Linked DNA regions of Xenopus tropicalis: region 2 is linked to region 1. Evidence: chromatin contacts called from public Hi-C data. All regions are on one chromosome and are shown on one strand. The core of a region is the stretch at or near the end of the contact, and the rest is flanking DNA. Distances in the headings are between cores, read along the strand shown.

The links. Hi-C and Micro-C count contacts between places; a contact is called where the count stands out from the background.
Region 2: a Hi-C map of neurula embryo shows a contact between it and region 1, with 2.1 times the contacts expected there. The contact joins the enhancer-like site here to the promoter of btbd6 in region 1. A contact is called at or near these places in 3 of 5 Hi-C or Micro-C datasets (brain, neurula embryo and tailbud embryo).

What each region holds. Positions count from the first base shown.
Region 1 is chr8:100,782,172-100,786,206 of UCB_Xtro_10.0, forward strand. btbd6 (BTB (POZ) domain containing 6) reads left to right here and starts at 1,690. Exons shown (of 4, transcript NM_001078842.3): 1 at 1,690-2,451. The coding sequence starts at 2,105. The region is part of intron 5 of brf1 (BRF1, RNA polymerase III transcription initiation factor 90 kDa subunit); the gene reads right to left.
Region 2 is chr8:100,840,748-100,844,782 of UCB_Xtro_10.0, forward strand. It overlaps brf1 (BRF1, RNA polymerase III transcription initiation factor 90 kDa subunit), which reads right to left. Exons shown (of 18, transcript NM_001195621.1): 2 at 564-644. Among named protein-coding and RNA genes, the nearest start is that of brf1, 11 kb to the right of the region's middle. Within about 2 kb of position 2,089, at least 1 of the 11 cell types and tissues checked has an H3K27ac peak or open chromatin away from gene starts, as enhancers often do. A contact at or near this core is called in neurula embryo, where this site is marked.

The sequences.
Region 1 (4,035 bases), core at 440-2,939:
CCCCTGCTCTTGAAAACTTACTTTGTGGTCACGATTGTAAAAAAAAATTCTGATTTTATGCATCAAGTTATAATAGCTGTTGTTACTGATATTTGTCACTTTAGACTGTTTTACTGCTTTTACCTGTGCTGCTCTATGGAGTGTTAGGGATCAGAAGTAGTGCTCTGAGCTCAAATAGTCTTCTAAATCCATAATCCAAAATTCAAATCAAAATAATTTTTTCAGCAACAAAGCATTCAAGAACCAAAGCATGAATAGCTGGATATTGCTGAATATAAAATGTTTAGTATTCAGTATTAGTTTTTAGTAAATCATCCCATATAATTGATTTCTTTTGAGAAAAAAAAAATAAAAAAACTTATAGGTTCTGAAGTACTGGCTCTCTTTACCTGAGTACCAGTGTAACAGATTCTGTGATCTGTGCCACAAAAGGAACTTTTCTAAAGAAATAGCCAGTGACAGGAAATACAAAATGCACACATCACCAACCTTAATAAATCTGTAGCTGATTAACTTCATTGCTTACGTTATGGCCTAACTCATCACAAAATGCCACAGGGGACAAATGACAATATAAATGAGAATCATGCAATTTGAGGAGCACACTCTGCGAAAAGCCACTACTGACGATATCCTATGGCTTCACTTTATTATAATGTGGTCCCAGCACAAAGTATATAATAAATAAGAAGCCCACTACATCGAAAAAGCTTAAACGACGCAGATGTTGAATAAAAGTTTCTATTTGCTATTACAAGCCATCTGACTGCACTATAACATGTGTTTATACACGCTTGCAGTAGAGCAGCCAATACTGGCTGAGATAGACACAGAACAGGCGAAGAACAAGGGACATGGGGATAGGAAGGCGCGTATTGTCTTTCTGCTTTGTGCTACGAGATACACAACTTCTTTCCATTGGTGGAAAATCATTGTTTTGAATCCGGACGGGAAAAAAAACTTCCCGAGCAAGCGCCCCCTAGCGCCCGACACAGAGAAGGACGCATCCCAAGAAGAAGTGAGGAGAGAAGGAAGGGAGCGAGTGCCTGGGACTGCCCCTCACTGCCATCTCCTCATCCCACCGTCGATCCCGATGCGCCGAGTTCCCTCTGCAAGGTACGGAACACTGCGCACAGGCAGCAGGAGCTCATACGCGACTCCCAAGGCTCTGCAGCTGTTGTACGACTAGAACTAGCACTCTCCTCATATAGCCTGAGGCTGCGCTGGGAGTTGAGAGTTGTAGTGTCACAACAGCTGGACGGGCGAAGGTCGGAACATCCCTGCGAGCTAACGAGTGCTGCAAATTGCAATACTCAGCGGGATGTGACTGCCCATGGGCAATGCCAGCTGAATGTATACATAAAGCGGGTAAGACTTTGCAAGCGGTTTAACTCTCGCAGTGCCTAAAGGCTATGACGTTGCAGCTGAGTACACCCCTCCATTATTCTACTGGGGAGAATTGCTATGCCTATGGGCTGCTAGAGCACGGAAAGCACCGGGCTAGTGGAAGAATGACATATTGTGTGATCTAGCTGCCCCTTCAGCTCCCCTCTCCCTGTGTGACAGGGGCTGTAGATGGTGCAAAGGCTGCTGTGAATGGCTGCGCTGCGCGCATTGATTGGCGGAGGCGGGCGTGACGCGCTGGCTGGCTGCTCCCTATTTGAGCTGTAGCCTTGCCCCTGTACACGTAGAGCAGCACTGAGAGGAGGAGGAGGCGCTCTGCGATACGCTGGGCATATGCTCCGCAACACAAAAGCAGAAGCAGCTGGTGCATCCCAGAGAGGCAAATCGCAGCCCCGCATTACTCGCTAGGATGTGATTGCCCGGCGTGCCCACTGCTAGGGGCTGTGTGGGATTACCGTGCCAGCGGATAAGGAGACGTGACAGGGCTGGATACTGGGGTCTTGGGGTTTGAGAAGCATCTTGGGAGTGTAAGCGCTGGCCTTGGAGTGCCCTCCCTCGGTTGGGCGCATTATTGCCCTGTGATGGACTATCTATCGGTGCGGGACTCAGATCGCTTGGCAAGTTCTAGGAGACTGTCTCATCGGGTGGCTGATGCCCAAGCCATCGCACAGAGGACCTGCTGCTAGCCGCCCCCTTGCCCATGCCACTAGACCCAGGCTGCCTTAATGGCAGGGTCATGAAGTGTTTGACTTTCTTTCTTCTGCTTCCAGAGACCTTAAAGAAGTCTAGAAAGAGTGCCAGGGCACAGGGCAAGGTGCAAGCATGCTATGAGATAGTGCCCTTGGCCCTCAAGAAGAAGATGGCTGCAGAGCTTTACCCTGCCAGCGCAAACACCAATATCGCTAACAGTAACGCCGCTGCCAACGCCAAGAAGAACGCCCTCCAGCTCCAGCAGGCTGCCCCGCCGCCGCCGCAACTCCACAACCTCAACAACAACAACATTGAGAGCGGCAACTGGCAGTCCTTCCACCCGACCCTGCGGGAGAGGTGAGCCCACAGCGCCCCCTGTGCCCATCCGCTCCCTCTGGTACCCAGCAGCACCGTGTGGCAAAGGGCACCTGGCTGGTAGAGCCAAAGCACATTCGGCTGCCACAGTCACAGCCCTAGCGAGTAATGCGTATATTCATTTACTGCCATTACTTTGCAGCAGCCCTAGCATAAACATAGCACATACACTGATATTAGTACAAAAAAAAGAGCTAGCCCTGCACGTTTTGAAGGAAAGTGATACAAGGTGTGGGTTGCAAATAGGATATGTGATATTAGGTTGGTAGAGTTCACCTCTAAATAATTGAAGTAAACCAAGCACAGCCCCATAGAGAGACCTGAAGCAGTAGTATTAATTATAAAGCTACACTACATAGCTAAGGTTCTGTGGAGCTCATTTATCAGCCTATTCATTACATATATGGCACTATCACAAACATTACTATGGTGCTGTCAGACCCTCTAGTAACCAATCACAGCTGAATGCTTTCAGAGGATGCTGGGATAAGCAACTGAACAGATGAAGGGTTGCAGATAGGAGGTCCTGTTCTGCTGTGTAAAAGCCAATTAAATGATTAGCAGCGTTAGCTACACTACAGCATATGCATATCCGACACACAGCTAGCAATATAGAGCTGTTTTACTGCATTCAGATGCACCACGTTGCACTGATTTATCAGTCTTATGATTTGAAACCAGCAAGAACAGTGTCATACTGCACTGCCACACACACAATCCACAAGGCTAACCTGCAAGGGTGTCAGTGTCCATCTAGGAATTTCACTGACCGTAAGAAAAAGCATCAGACACACACCTAGAAAACCCCTTACAAGGTTACCAGATGGCTCCCACTACTGTTTGTAGCAGAGGACGGCATGGTGTCCCATAAGTGTTTTTTGCTCAAACGATACCATGAACAAAAACAAAAGAATTTCATTTACTGAGGGCAGGTTCAAACCAGCAAAAAGAGCAACAGATCTTAACGCATCATTTGCCGAGTTAAGGATTTCTTAATTTTGCCTTGCCTGCCAGAGATTCAATGCCAGTTTTGTATCTGCTGTTAGTTTAGAACACAAAGTGGCTATGCTTGTGAGCTGGTAGGTGAATGCAAAATATGTGCTAGCATGCCAATGGGCACCCTCATGACCGTTGGTGTTTTCTTTTTTGTTCTTTATTGAACTGTAGGACAAATTTGCTAAAGGTTAATCACTTTAATCACTGCAGTGAAATAAACCTTAGATAAGGGTAACATTACCAGTATGCATTGTGAATGGCAACAACATAGTATACCTATGCCTTAAACCAGCCAATAAGCCAGCAAAATGTAAATATTCCTTCTCATGGGGCTGTCCTGCATCACTGCAGTTCACAATACTCTTTTCAACACAAAATCAATTAGGAGCAGCTTTTTGGAACAAATGATCAGTATGTTGATTGGACAGGTTTTTTTTTTTTTTTTTTTTTTTTTTTAATCATTCTTCCCTGCTGGGTGGGAGAAAAGCACTGAGTCATGTTAACTGAGCTGGGGTAATGCTTTCCTTAACATTGTCTGAAACCAATCACATCCTGGTCAGTGGACCAAAC
Region 2 (4,035 bases), core at 839-3,338, 59 kb after region 1:
GCTTTCTCTCTCTCAATCTGGATGTTGGTTAGAAAAGTGATAGAAAAGTGATAGAAAAGTGATAGAAAAGTGATAGAAAAGTGATAGAAAAGTGATAGAAAAGTGATAGAAAAGTGATAGAAAAGTGCTCTTCTTCAGGGACCAACAAGAAAATTACATTAGTACTTGAAATGTTGAATATTTCTCAATAAATCACTTGTTTGCACAAATTTCTATTTGATTGAGGTACTTTGCTTTGCTATACTAATATAATTTACATGTGTATAAAAAACAATATGTAAAAAGGGTGATATTATTACCCTTTAAATCACAACAAGCCACCACTATAAATACTGACAGAGACACCAGGTATGAAATCAGGGGTAGCGGGTGATATTGTATACAGGAATTTGTACAAAAATTTTCTGAAAAAAGAACTTCTGTGAAAATACACCACTGGTTTCATAACATTCAAAAGCTAAATGTTCCAATGTGTTCTGTCTTACTTGCAGTTCAGGTACAGCTAGCCAGCTCAAAAGGATACCTCTGACACTTTCACATAGAAATTCTAAGTGTGTTCATACCATTCTGTAGAGTTTGTGCACGGGACTCCTTTCCCACGCTGGTGTAAAATCCTTCTCCCAGTGATGGAGTTTTACCAGAACCTGACAAAAAAAAAAACAGAAATAATAATCAAAACGTAGCCATTTTTATTTCAACCAAATTAAGTGTACTTAATGGCTTTCATGTAGGAATGTATTTCTCAAGATTGGCTTTATTCCTCTACTGTCTGTAAGTGATCATGCCTCAGGTACCAACTTTATAGCAGTTCATCATGCAGAAAACACTGTATCAAACAGGCACTATTATATAGGTCTAACAAGTTAGCCAATAGCATTTATCAAGAAAACCAGAGACTGTTTTAAAGTACATGGGATGAAAATATTTATGTAAAAAAAACTTGGAATAACTGAAAAAGCAAACCATTAAAAATCAAATAATTCTCCACTTTTTCTTCATAGAATGATCAAATGTATGACCATAACAATGCACTCATAGACACCACAAGCTGTAAAATAGACTTTTGACATATTTATTATTGAAAATGATGTATTAAACATAAGAAGATTGAGAAGTGGACTAAACTGAATAATCTCTCTGTCAAATGACACCAGCACAAAGGATTTATCCAGTTACACCTACTGCCTTGTGTTTGTTGACAAAAACAAAAGTAACAAAACAGTGCCACCTACAGTACACATCTTATAGTGCATGAGACAGAAAGCACAGGCAAGTTATATGGGATAATAATGTTATGTCTACTCTTTGTATGTAAAAGCACAAAAAACAAATTCACAAAAACAAGTCAGTCCTATAGGAATGAGAATATTATATAAACCAGTTTAGTAAGTAGTACTGATTAATGCAGCACATAATACAGAAAGTCTAAAGGTGGCCATACACGGACGATTTTAGCTGCCAATATCGATCCTTTAGACAGATTCGGCAGCTTATCTGCCCATGTATGGGCACCAATGACGGCCCCCCCTGATCAACATCTGGTCTGAAATCGGCCAGATCCCGATTGGGCAGGTTCGATTTTTCTGTCAGACCAGCTCGCTGATGTGGTCCCCTAATCGACGTCACCTATACCTGTCATTTTAATTAGATCCGAATTAGCTTAATATCGTACCAATGGAGAAAAGATAATTTAGAGGGGGATTATTGTCCCAATTAAAATTGAGCTTCATGTCATGGAAATAGGAAACTTAAATTATATTAAAAAATGATATACTGAAATAATGAAAACTTCTTCACTGTTCCCCTTAAAGCTATCTTGCTCTCTCTTTATTTTAGTTTCCATTTAGACAGCTTACATTAATTTTTGTCACAGTAGTGCCCCTTTAAATGAACATTAACTCAAATTTCTTTTTTTACAATGAACCCTGTTTCACCCTTATATTTGCATCAGAGGCACTACAGGTACTATAGTTAAATGAAGGGCTGCCCCATGGCTATTTAACTAGTAGTGTTCCTGATGCAAACATAAGGGTTAAACAGGGTTGAGCAGGGTAAAAAGGCACAGGTTTACATAGCAGATAACAGATAAGCTGTGAAGAAGACAATGGCGGTGTACAATACAATGGGTTTGTATTTGTACTGTTCCCACACTGTAACCCACAGCATGCTTTCCAATGCTTGAATCTGAACAATAAATGTCACCTAATTGGTTGCTATGGGCTACTAGGTCTGGCATAAGCTCTGCAACATTAGTCCCTTTCTATTAAGAGACATTTGTAAATTTTAGAATGTGATCATTTATTTAGGTGTATGCTTGTGTTGAAAACTTTTTTTTCGGTCTTGTGCCTTCTGTTTTAGAACTGCAATTTCCAGTGCCCCATGGCACAAAGTGGAGAATACAAGAATAACCCACACAATGTGCCCCAGTAGTCAGCCAACTCCCAGCTCTATTAGCAAGATTTGAACAAAGGCTAATACCAACTGTTCAGAAGAACCAACTCTGAACCCATAAAATCATGTGCCTTCTTTATAAATTTAGGACAACAGAACTAGAGAATATTGTTCACAAATGAGAGTATAACATTTGAGTATGCAAATAGGGGTTCATGGCTAAAACTTTTGGGAAGGACTATATTCAGTCAAATGCAAAAATTATAGATTTTGTGCATTCATTCCTAGTTGGGAGTAATTTTGCCAGACCATTCAGGTATCCATTATAGTCTGTGTGCTCCACTGATGGCTGGATTTCTGTAAATCTATGATTAAAGGCACAGTATACATCTAAAAACACTGATGCTAAAATTGAGCACAATACATAGGATTTGTGTTAATATACAAAAAAATCTGTATATTACAAATTTTTGCCATTATAAATCTACCTATGAAAAAACAAAGCCTAAGCCAAGCCTTTAAACTGCTCATTATTAAGGGCTTCTCAGTGGACTTGTAATTAGTTTTTTCAGTTTGCTTTTTGGGACCAGGAAATTACTTTACAATCTGGTTTCAATTTCTTGTTTAACTTCAGAAATAACAACAAAAACAGATATTTGTTCATTAAAATAAAAGGCAAAAAAAGTATGATCAGCACAAGTCCTATTCATCCAGCTAATGTAAAATTGGAGGTTTATAATACTTTAAATTCAGTCAATTCACATTGTAATACTTTACTGGGCAAATCCTTAACAAAGCCACTACTGCCAAACCACTCCATGCCAAGCTAGCTAAAAAGCTGGTATAGGAAGTACAGGGCCTAAACATCCAATGCCCGTTATACATCTGTAAAAACATATTAAAATGATTGCTGAAGTAAGGTTGGGCTCATTTTTGGAGAATGACTAAAGGAGCCTACCACTATCTGGAGTACGGAGGAAGATGATATCGCTGCCCAGGCCAATAGACAAATCATACAATATTTTAAAGAAAGACTATATCCCGAACAATGTAGGTCTCTATAAAAATATATTGCATAAACAAGTTCATATGTAAATCCCTGTTTTATCTAAATAAACCATTTTCATAAAAATATATTTTTTTAGTAGTATGTGCAATTAAGTAATCCTAAATAGAAAATGGCTATTTAAAGTATGGGCCACCCCTAGGGATCATACTATCAACAATCCACACAAACAAACCAAGGACACACATACATGTTAGGTCGCATAAGCAAATTAATGGACAGAGTTCTGCCTTTTACTCCCACACTACTTCCTGTTACAGTTAGAGCTGCATTATTGCTTGTCAGGTGATCTCTGAGGGACCCCAGTTTCTAGAAGTTTCTGCTATGGTGTTACACTGACCGATACATTAATATTGTCAGTAACAGGGCTGTGGAGTCGGAGTTGAGGAGTCGGAGGCAATTTTGGGTACCTGGAGTCGGAAAAAAATGAACCGACTCCTACTAAATTTAAATGGGAATAAAAAAAAAATAAATAAAGCAAGTTAAAATGTCCCAATTCACAAACAGTCATAATTAATAACTTCTCTGCTATAAGAATAAAGCCCAATGCACGCAGTGCATAAACAAACACGTTGAGT